Linked DNA regions of Astyanax mexicanus: region 1 is linked to region 2. Evidence: chromatin contacts called from public Hi-C data. All regions are on one chromosome and are shown on one strand. Each heading gives the region's core, a stretch centred on a gene start, on an enhancer-like site or on the middle of the called end of the contact. The rest is flanking DNA. Distances are from core to core; before and after follow the strand shown.

Evidence for each region. Hi-C and Micro-C count contacts between places; a contact is called where the count stands out from the background.
Region 1: a contact with region 2 is called in a Hi-C map of muscle, with 5 times the contacts expected there. The contact joins the promoter of anapc4 here to the enhancer-like site in region 2. A contact is called at or near these places in 2 of 3 Hi-C or Micro-C datasets (both in muscle).

The regions. Positions count from the first base shown.
Region 1 is chr1:65,443,516-65,447,468 of AstMex3_surface, forward strand. It overlaps anapc4 (anaphase promoting complex subunit 4), which reads right to left and starts at 2,542. Exons shown (of 29, transcript XM_007257017.4): 1 at 2,365-2,542; 2 at 1,409-1,540; 3 at 36-141. The coding sequence starts at 1,516. It overlaps trappc8 (trafficking protein particle complex subunit 8), which reads left to right and starts at 3,837. Exons shown (of 30, transcript XM_007257015.3): 1 at 3,837-3,953.
Region 2 is chr1:65,403,636-65,407,534 of AstMex3_surface, forward strand. It overlaps slain2 (SLAIN motif family, member 2), which reads right to left. Exons shown (of 9, transcript XM_049481847.1): 8 at 2,306-2,513; 9 at 1-1,321. The coding sequence ends at 1,255. Among protein-coding and RNA genes, the nearest start is that of si:dkey-90m5.4, 11 kb to the left of the region's middle. Within about 2 kb of position 2,381, the one cell type or tissue checked has an H3K27ac peak away from gene starts, as active enhancers do.

The DNA.
Region 1 (3,953 bases), core at 1,292-3,791, 40 kb after region 2:
AGCATTCTCAAATATCATAGAAAGCTTTGGCTTACTTTTGCCATCAGGCCTCCAGGCCAAAGATGTGATCTCTTTTCCTGTATTTTCACTTGGGGGTAAATTCCACACACGCTGAAAGTTGGCAAGGCGATGCAGCAGGAGCTGAAATTAATTTTAAACCCCAAACGTTAACAAACTGGAGCTCAGATACAGACAGTATTTATTAAACGCTCAGCAATATATGTCTGTGTACTAAACTAAAGAAAATCCAAAAATGTTTCCTAGAGGCTTTGTTCATGTTCTCCAGCCTTTTTCACCGACATATTTGAAATGATTATTCTTTCCCATTTTATAAATGGTTGCCATGGTTCAATAGTTGAAAAAAACTTCATAGTGGTTTGATTTAAAATGGTGTTGTACAGTATCTGACAAGCACTACAGAGTTTTATACTGTACTGTGTAATGTACAAAAATATTTGGTAAAACATATATCTAAATGCAGCATAGGTCAAATGCAGAAAAAACAAGCTCTTTAATGACCATTTTAACACCTTATTGTGAGTAAGCTTTTAGGAAAATTTAGTTCGTTGGATGGCTGGTTCCTGTAATCACTACTGTGAGAAATCTATATTTCTCTGGTGTTAAATATTACATAGCAAAACACACTTAGTTCATATACATATAAATAGTTGACTTGTGTCTTTTCCACAAAACATTTAGCGTAAAATTCCCCTTTAATTTTTAGCAATAAATAAGGTATTAACATTAATAACATTTATAATTAATAATATGTTAAGTATCTATTGCAATTGTAACTTAATTCTATGAGTCTGTTCTGTCATTTTAATTAATTATTTTAATTTAAAAAGTGTAGTTTTGTTATAGATTTTTTTCCTATGTGTCTTGTAATTAAATGTGAAATCCAACGTTAAATGGACTTGGTGTGCAGTAAAACATACACTACAATGCACTCCAAAAATGAGTAAGAACTTGTGTCAATTAACAAACCTCTATTTACCCCCAACATTCCAAAATACAACGCTTCTACTTGATGGTCCCAACAGGCTTACAATGCTAGTGATAGGAGGATAGTGTTGCCCATGCAAAGATATTTTTACACCATTAACAAATTCAAAATAGCTCCACACTTTATTGGAAGAAATCTGAGAAGCTTTACATTTAAATGAGGCACTGAGAACTCTGTAAGCCTGTTGGAGCATTGGCTACAAGCTCTGTATTTCAGAGGGGGAACAGAGGTGGGTTATTCCACAAAGGTTCATACTTGTTGACATGTTTCACCAGAGGTCAAATCCATTTTAAACTTAAGTTTAATCGCTGATACACGAGTTGTTTTTAAAGGTAATGTAGTTCTATTTTGTGGAGAAACTATTGACCCTCACTGTGGAGAGTACAGAAACTTTTTCCTCACCTCACCAGCTGTGTTGACCAAAGCGATGAGGTCCCTTTTAGGAGACCAGGCCATGTACAGAACTGGGTTTGGCAGCTGCTTCTCCCCCACTTGTCGGAAAGCAGGCATTGTGAAGCCCTTTCGTTTCCAAACCTGAGGATGGAAAAAAAACAATGCTTAGATTAAAGGGACATCATTTACTGAATGAATCGTCAAACAAACATAAATAAATAACCAGTGTATGCAATTTCTCCAGGTTTGAGCAAAATAATTTCTTCAGAGATTGTCTAGTTTTGCACTGGAGCTACAAGAATGTGCTACATGTGGCTAAAACGAAGTGGAAATCTATACTGGCTTTGTAGCATGAGTACAAAAACAAGAAGCAATGTTCAAGCACCAAACATGTGACCAAATACACTTTGTAATAAAGGGCAATACTGAGTTTTTGATGAACCATTAGTTTATCTAAGCTTGACCAAACAGAATCATTAAACTGTTGTGGAAAATATATCTTTGTTATGATTTAGCTACTGGAGAATGCTAGACCTATCTGTCAAATGTATCCAATGTTTTATAGTATTTACTATACGTTAGCAATTCATTAGTAAGTGACTGGAAACCGAGGCAATAGAATATGAGGTAAGAGAAGCTGTCTACAGTGTTACATTTTTTGGAGGTAAAAACGAGCTCTCTCCAAGTGACAGCCAATCAACGAGCTAGCTAGTCTGTGACAAAGAAGCTAGTTAAAACAACTAGAAATGTCTACTGATGTAAAGCAATATAGTTAACTAGCTACACCTCTCGCGAGCTGGTCAGCCAGGTTAACTGAACTGTGTAAAGAAAGTCTCAGTAAACAGTTAGTTAAATAAACACCTGTCCAACTAACTAGCATGTTAGCTAGCCTAGCTCAGTACCGCTGTAAACAGCACTTAAGACCTAGCTACCTAACTAACGTTGTAAATGTTACGATTACTCACTCGAACGCTCAATAAAGATCATTAACTGTAATCAGGGTGACTTGGACTTGAGCTCTATAATCCCCACACGCGCTGATTTTATCAGAAAAAGCTGAACACTTATTATTAATCCAGTGAAATAAATAAATAACACGCAGTGTGCGGGCTGAGCAGCCCGGCTTCTCTACTACCCGCCGCTAAAAACATAACTACGGAAAGCCCAACGAGACAAGCAGAACGACGAAAAGCAATTTGCCACACAAGCAACGAAAAATAACCATAAATAATGCCCAACGTATAAAACATATTTGAATTCATATAATGTATGCTAACCCCTTGTTTTAATTTTAATTTTTTCATTACTTATATATTATTAATTTGAATTCAATTTATTTCAAAGCTACAAACTATTTAATTGTTCATTTCGTTTACGGACTGTTATAAGATGTTCATAAAAAAAAAAAATCTCTCTTTATAAAAGGTATGAAGAAATATTTCATACCTAATGATTATTGCATGAGATCCTTTATTTTGAGAGCAGAGCAAAGAAGGTTGATTTTCTGGTTGCATTACATCTTTTAAGATTAAGGATGGAAAAACAATCTTAAAACAAGTTTTTGTTTCACATCGCCTCATAGGCATCAGTTAGTAATTCAATTATTTTATAAAATGTTAACTTTAAATAATTAAAGTTTTTGAGTGGTTGGCTGAGCTCTTCTACATCCACAATGCTTTTATGTAAAATGTGCTTACCACAAATAAAAAAAAATAATGTTAGTAATTATTATTTTAATGTGTTTTTACATAGCTAGACTACAGTACCGGATAAAAGAATACAATACAAACAATATATATAACATTATATAGCTTTTCTCACATTTTTGTAGACTGTTACTAAACTTTAATACAAATAATACATTTAAAACCAGACAGTTGAAACAATGTTGAAATAAACGTAAAATCAATATGCACAAATATATCAAATCTGACGTCAGAGATCAACATTATTTTAATACATTAATGACGTAAAAATTATGTTTATATATAAATGTTGCTATCTTTCATTAACCAGATTAGTTACCATTAGTAAAAATCGTAACATTTTACCTGATTAAACTGTGCATATTTTAGTAGTAATATAATATATTATATTATAAGTTGTACATTATTACAAAATGCTTTAACCTGTTGAACAATTACTTGCTCAAGGGCGTCCTCTAGTGTTCTTTCTGTTTCAGCTTTCGTGTGTGCAAAAACGTGTTTTTATTAATAATAAGCCTTAAATTGCTGCGTTTTGGTAGCTTTTACGCCACAATATATGGATTAATATTTCACAACTGGTTTCGCAGTTATTTAATCTATTTTTATTACCCTTGCTTTCTTCTGTTTTACCTCTTTTCACCCTCCTCTACAGACCGCATTAAGACTTTTATTTTGAAGGGACGTGTTTAGGCTGCCTGTCTGGTATCACCTGACAGGCGTGGTGCTCGACGGGAGTTAAATCGGTCAGCAGGGGGGACTGTAGAGTCCATCATGGCTGCTGCGGGCTGTCAGTAGAGGGACTTGTTTTTAACTCTGTAGCGGCTCCTCTGTTCTCGGTGACACTCCCG
Region 2 (3,899 bases), core at 1,131-3,630:
GGCTTCTTTCTCTCTTTTTTTTTATCAAATCCATAAAAGACCTGATGATGGGGACAACCACAAAAAGATAACACTCCATGATCAGCTGTTCATTAGACATTTTCAGTTACTTGTACAACCACGCTACACATCACAATGTCATCTTATGACCCCTTCCCCTGAGCCAGAAACAGACCAATGGACCGGTCATCCATCAAAGCTTGATTATGCACAAAATACATTTTTTTTTCTCCACCAAATTTAACAATTAATGTTTAACATCTAATGGTTTACCATAGTTCAACTGCCAAATAGGGATATGATACACACACACAATTTGGGAAAAGTTGCTTTGATCTTACAAAGAGCACTATCGATGATCCTCCTGTATTTCAGCAAACCACTCCATGATTCTACAAGTTTACACTTGAAACATATTATATAAAAAAAAGAAAAGAAAAGAAAAAAAAAACACAACAACCCTGGTTTGGATCTCATAGTTCTGGATTGATACACAGTGATAAAATGAAATGTTATATCCAGTTGCTTCGTCATGAATCCACTGAAAAATGCTTTGGAAACTTAGCTTTTAAATTGAGGTTTAAACATTAACATTCAAAACTTAAGAAAAAAATACTGATTATGAATATTTTGTACTTTGGAAATAAGATTTTTAAATAATGACTCTAAATAAATAATTGTCACATAGATATGACAAGACATTCTGGGAGAAAGACACTGTCATGGATTCATATTCAGTCCATACAGCCACTGTTTAAGGGTGTCCAGCAAGCACGGCAGGACAACTATTATATAACGTTAAAAAACACTACTCCACTCACACAGGATTGCAACAGGCCCGTTACAGAGAAAATTTATGTAAGGATAGTCCAGGCTTTTTTTTTTTTAGGGGTGCAGAAGCAGAGAGGAACAGTGAAAAGTCAGAACACAGGTTCAATGAGAGATAGATAGAGTGAGTAGGCATTCAGGCAAAGATATCAGGTACTGGTTTAAATCAGTTCTCTGTATAGGCTCTGTTTAGTTGGTGAGAGTGCCTCCTGGTGGCAGTTGGTTTCTTTGGCATTCTCGGATCTCCAGCTAGCCATGTTTCTACCCCACTGAGATGAGAATTTCCTTTATGTTGCTGATTGTATGGAGGTGCTAAGAGTGACTCTCTTGCAGATATTGTGTAATCTAAAAAAAAAAATAATTATGTAGGTCGGTAAAGTGCCAGGTTGGACAGTCCGTCTTTGTGCTGCAGGTTTCTGGGCATGCTCAGTAGCAGCCCTCCCTCCAGCTCTCATCTCTGATGCCGCTGTAGCTTCGGGGAGCTGGTAAAGACCTTTGAAGCAGAAGAGAGGGAGAGAGAGAAATAAAAACTGATTAAAACAGAACCTCAATAAAACATATTTTTTCATTTTAAAATCTGACTTGACATTTTTTATATTTTCTTTTTTTTTCAGTTTAGTAGGAGATTCAACATATCTTGGGTGATGTGCAGCAGAGGGATTGATGGTTTACTTTTTTTTAAAACATCATTACTTTTATGAACTACACACAGAAATAAAATAAATACTTTGTTCCAGTCTTTTGAAAGTATTGGTAGACATCTGTGTGTACTGAACTGAGATTATTCGAATGATAGATTTAGGACTGATGAATAGAATATTGTTTTTTCATCACAAAGAGAGCCTCAAGTGCCTATTCTTAACTAAGGTGAAGCACAATGGTGTACAAAGTCTAATTTTACAAAGGAATTGCTCTTTACACAAAGTGCAATACGCAAATCTTTACCTTGTGGAGAGCATTTACCATTAAACAGCAGTTTTTAATATTGTAAAAAAAAAAATCTCCAAAACAGCAACAGAAGAAATAAAACGTTCTTAAATAGAAGTTAGTGCTGGGTAAATTTACAACCGGTATGCTTTTTTTTTTTTTTTCATACAGTCATACCACTAGAAGCACTGTGCAGAACAGCACTGCCAAAAAAAAATCATGCTGGGCCAGCTCGCTAGATAACGGTAGCTAGTTATCATAGCAAAATAACACACTGGAGTTTACTACTTAGCTCTATTGAGCCTAAACACTCGTACCTCTCTCCATCTTGCCTGAGAACAGCACTGATATACATTTTTGGACAAACTGCCCAGCACTAATAGAAATCAATGTAAAGAGTTTATTTCAGGTAATTTTGGAGAATTTCTATTGGTCCGTTCATCAAAAACTTTGACATTGTGTGTCAGTTTGTTCACAAATTAAACTAAATGAAAAAATCGTCATTTTACATATACATTGTGTGTGTGTGTGTGTATAAATGTTTGTGTACCTGCGCACTGGCTGGGCCAGTTTGCTGCGAGGCACAGGTAACCCCCCACCAGCTGAGCCACTAGGGCGGGGCAGAGCACTGCGGGGCGGGGCTAGAGATCGAGTCGGTGTGGATGTGCCCGAACTAGGATTAGACACAACCTTTACAGGCTGCCGCAGGGCCAGAGGTGAGGGGGCAGCAGGAGTCCTCAGTTTACTACTGGAAGGAACTGTGGAGGACAAGAAGACAGAGAGATGAAGAGACAGATAAAGAGAAACAACCAAAAAAGCAAAAATTCCATGCAGCCAAAAGGAAGAAAAAGGTACAAAGTACAACAAAGGGAGAACAGAGATTTTACAAATGGGGATTCGGAACATCCAGCACTCAAGCTCTGCATGAAAACATAAAAGGGTGACCAAATGACTGGAAAACTGTATATATAAAAAATATCTAAAATATTAAATACTGACAAAGTATAAAAAATAAAAAGATTGATATACTGTAACCTGAAAGTCCAAATGTGTAAGATTACTTCATGTTCACAGACTCAGACACCTGACCAGTATATGCACAATCTCATCATTATAAAGGAACAAGAAAACAATTAAAAAACAAAAAATACACCCACAAGGAGTCAACAAAGATGAATTCAAATAATACATTGACATATGGATGGAAGGACGGGCTGCAATGATCTCAGTTGGCACATTTTACTAGCATTTGTTTCCCCAGCATAAAATGCTATATAATAAAATGCTCCACTGAGGGTGGAGAATGTAGCTTTTACTCCCTCTAGTGGCAAAAACAAAATAATATTCATATTAAAAACAAGCACAGTCACACCAACCACATTACACACACAATAAAAAAAATACCACAACATAGAAAACTGCTGGATTCTCAGTGAATACTCACTGAAATCTCCCTCCTCTCCAAAGCAACACGAGAGATGAACTAAAGATAGAAACAGGAGATTCCTGGGTTCAAATGCATTCATATACATTCTTCATCAGCCCTCCCTTTCTGACTGACCAGCATCAGAAAGGACCAGGGGCACATGTGGGATGTAAACTAATAAATACTGTGAAGATAGACTCAAATACACAAATCCAGCGTAAAAGGTAAATACTTACATATATGTTTAATTATGTTTTAGTCTGAACTGTGAGTAACTAAACTGTTGGGTAGCAGTGTTGTAGTACAATACATTACGTTAAGATTCTCAAAATCAGATCCACTGTTTACCTATTCAAGAATCAGGTTGATGTGCGTCATCTTTAATTGACATGTCTTAAATATAACATGGTGTGGCTTACACATTCACGCAAACAGGTGAAGAGTGGTGGCGTGCACAGGATCATAATGGCACACGTAAACTTCTCAAATAAATGCAATATTGCTCATGGACACATCAAAGATCAACTCCAGAACTTACACAAAGAACACATTCCACAAAAAATGCAAAAATTCAAACCACATTCGACACAGTGGCTATTAACAGCAGCTACCGCAAACTAGTCTATATGGACGTAGAGACACCTGCTCAATCATGTTCGTGTTTATTTATTTCAACATCAAGGATAATATAAAGTGTGTATTATGAAGTGTCACTTCA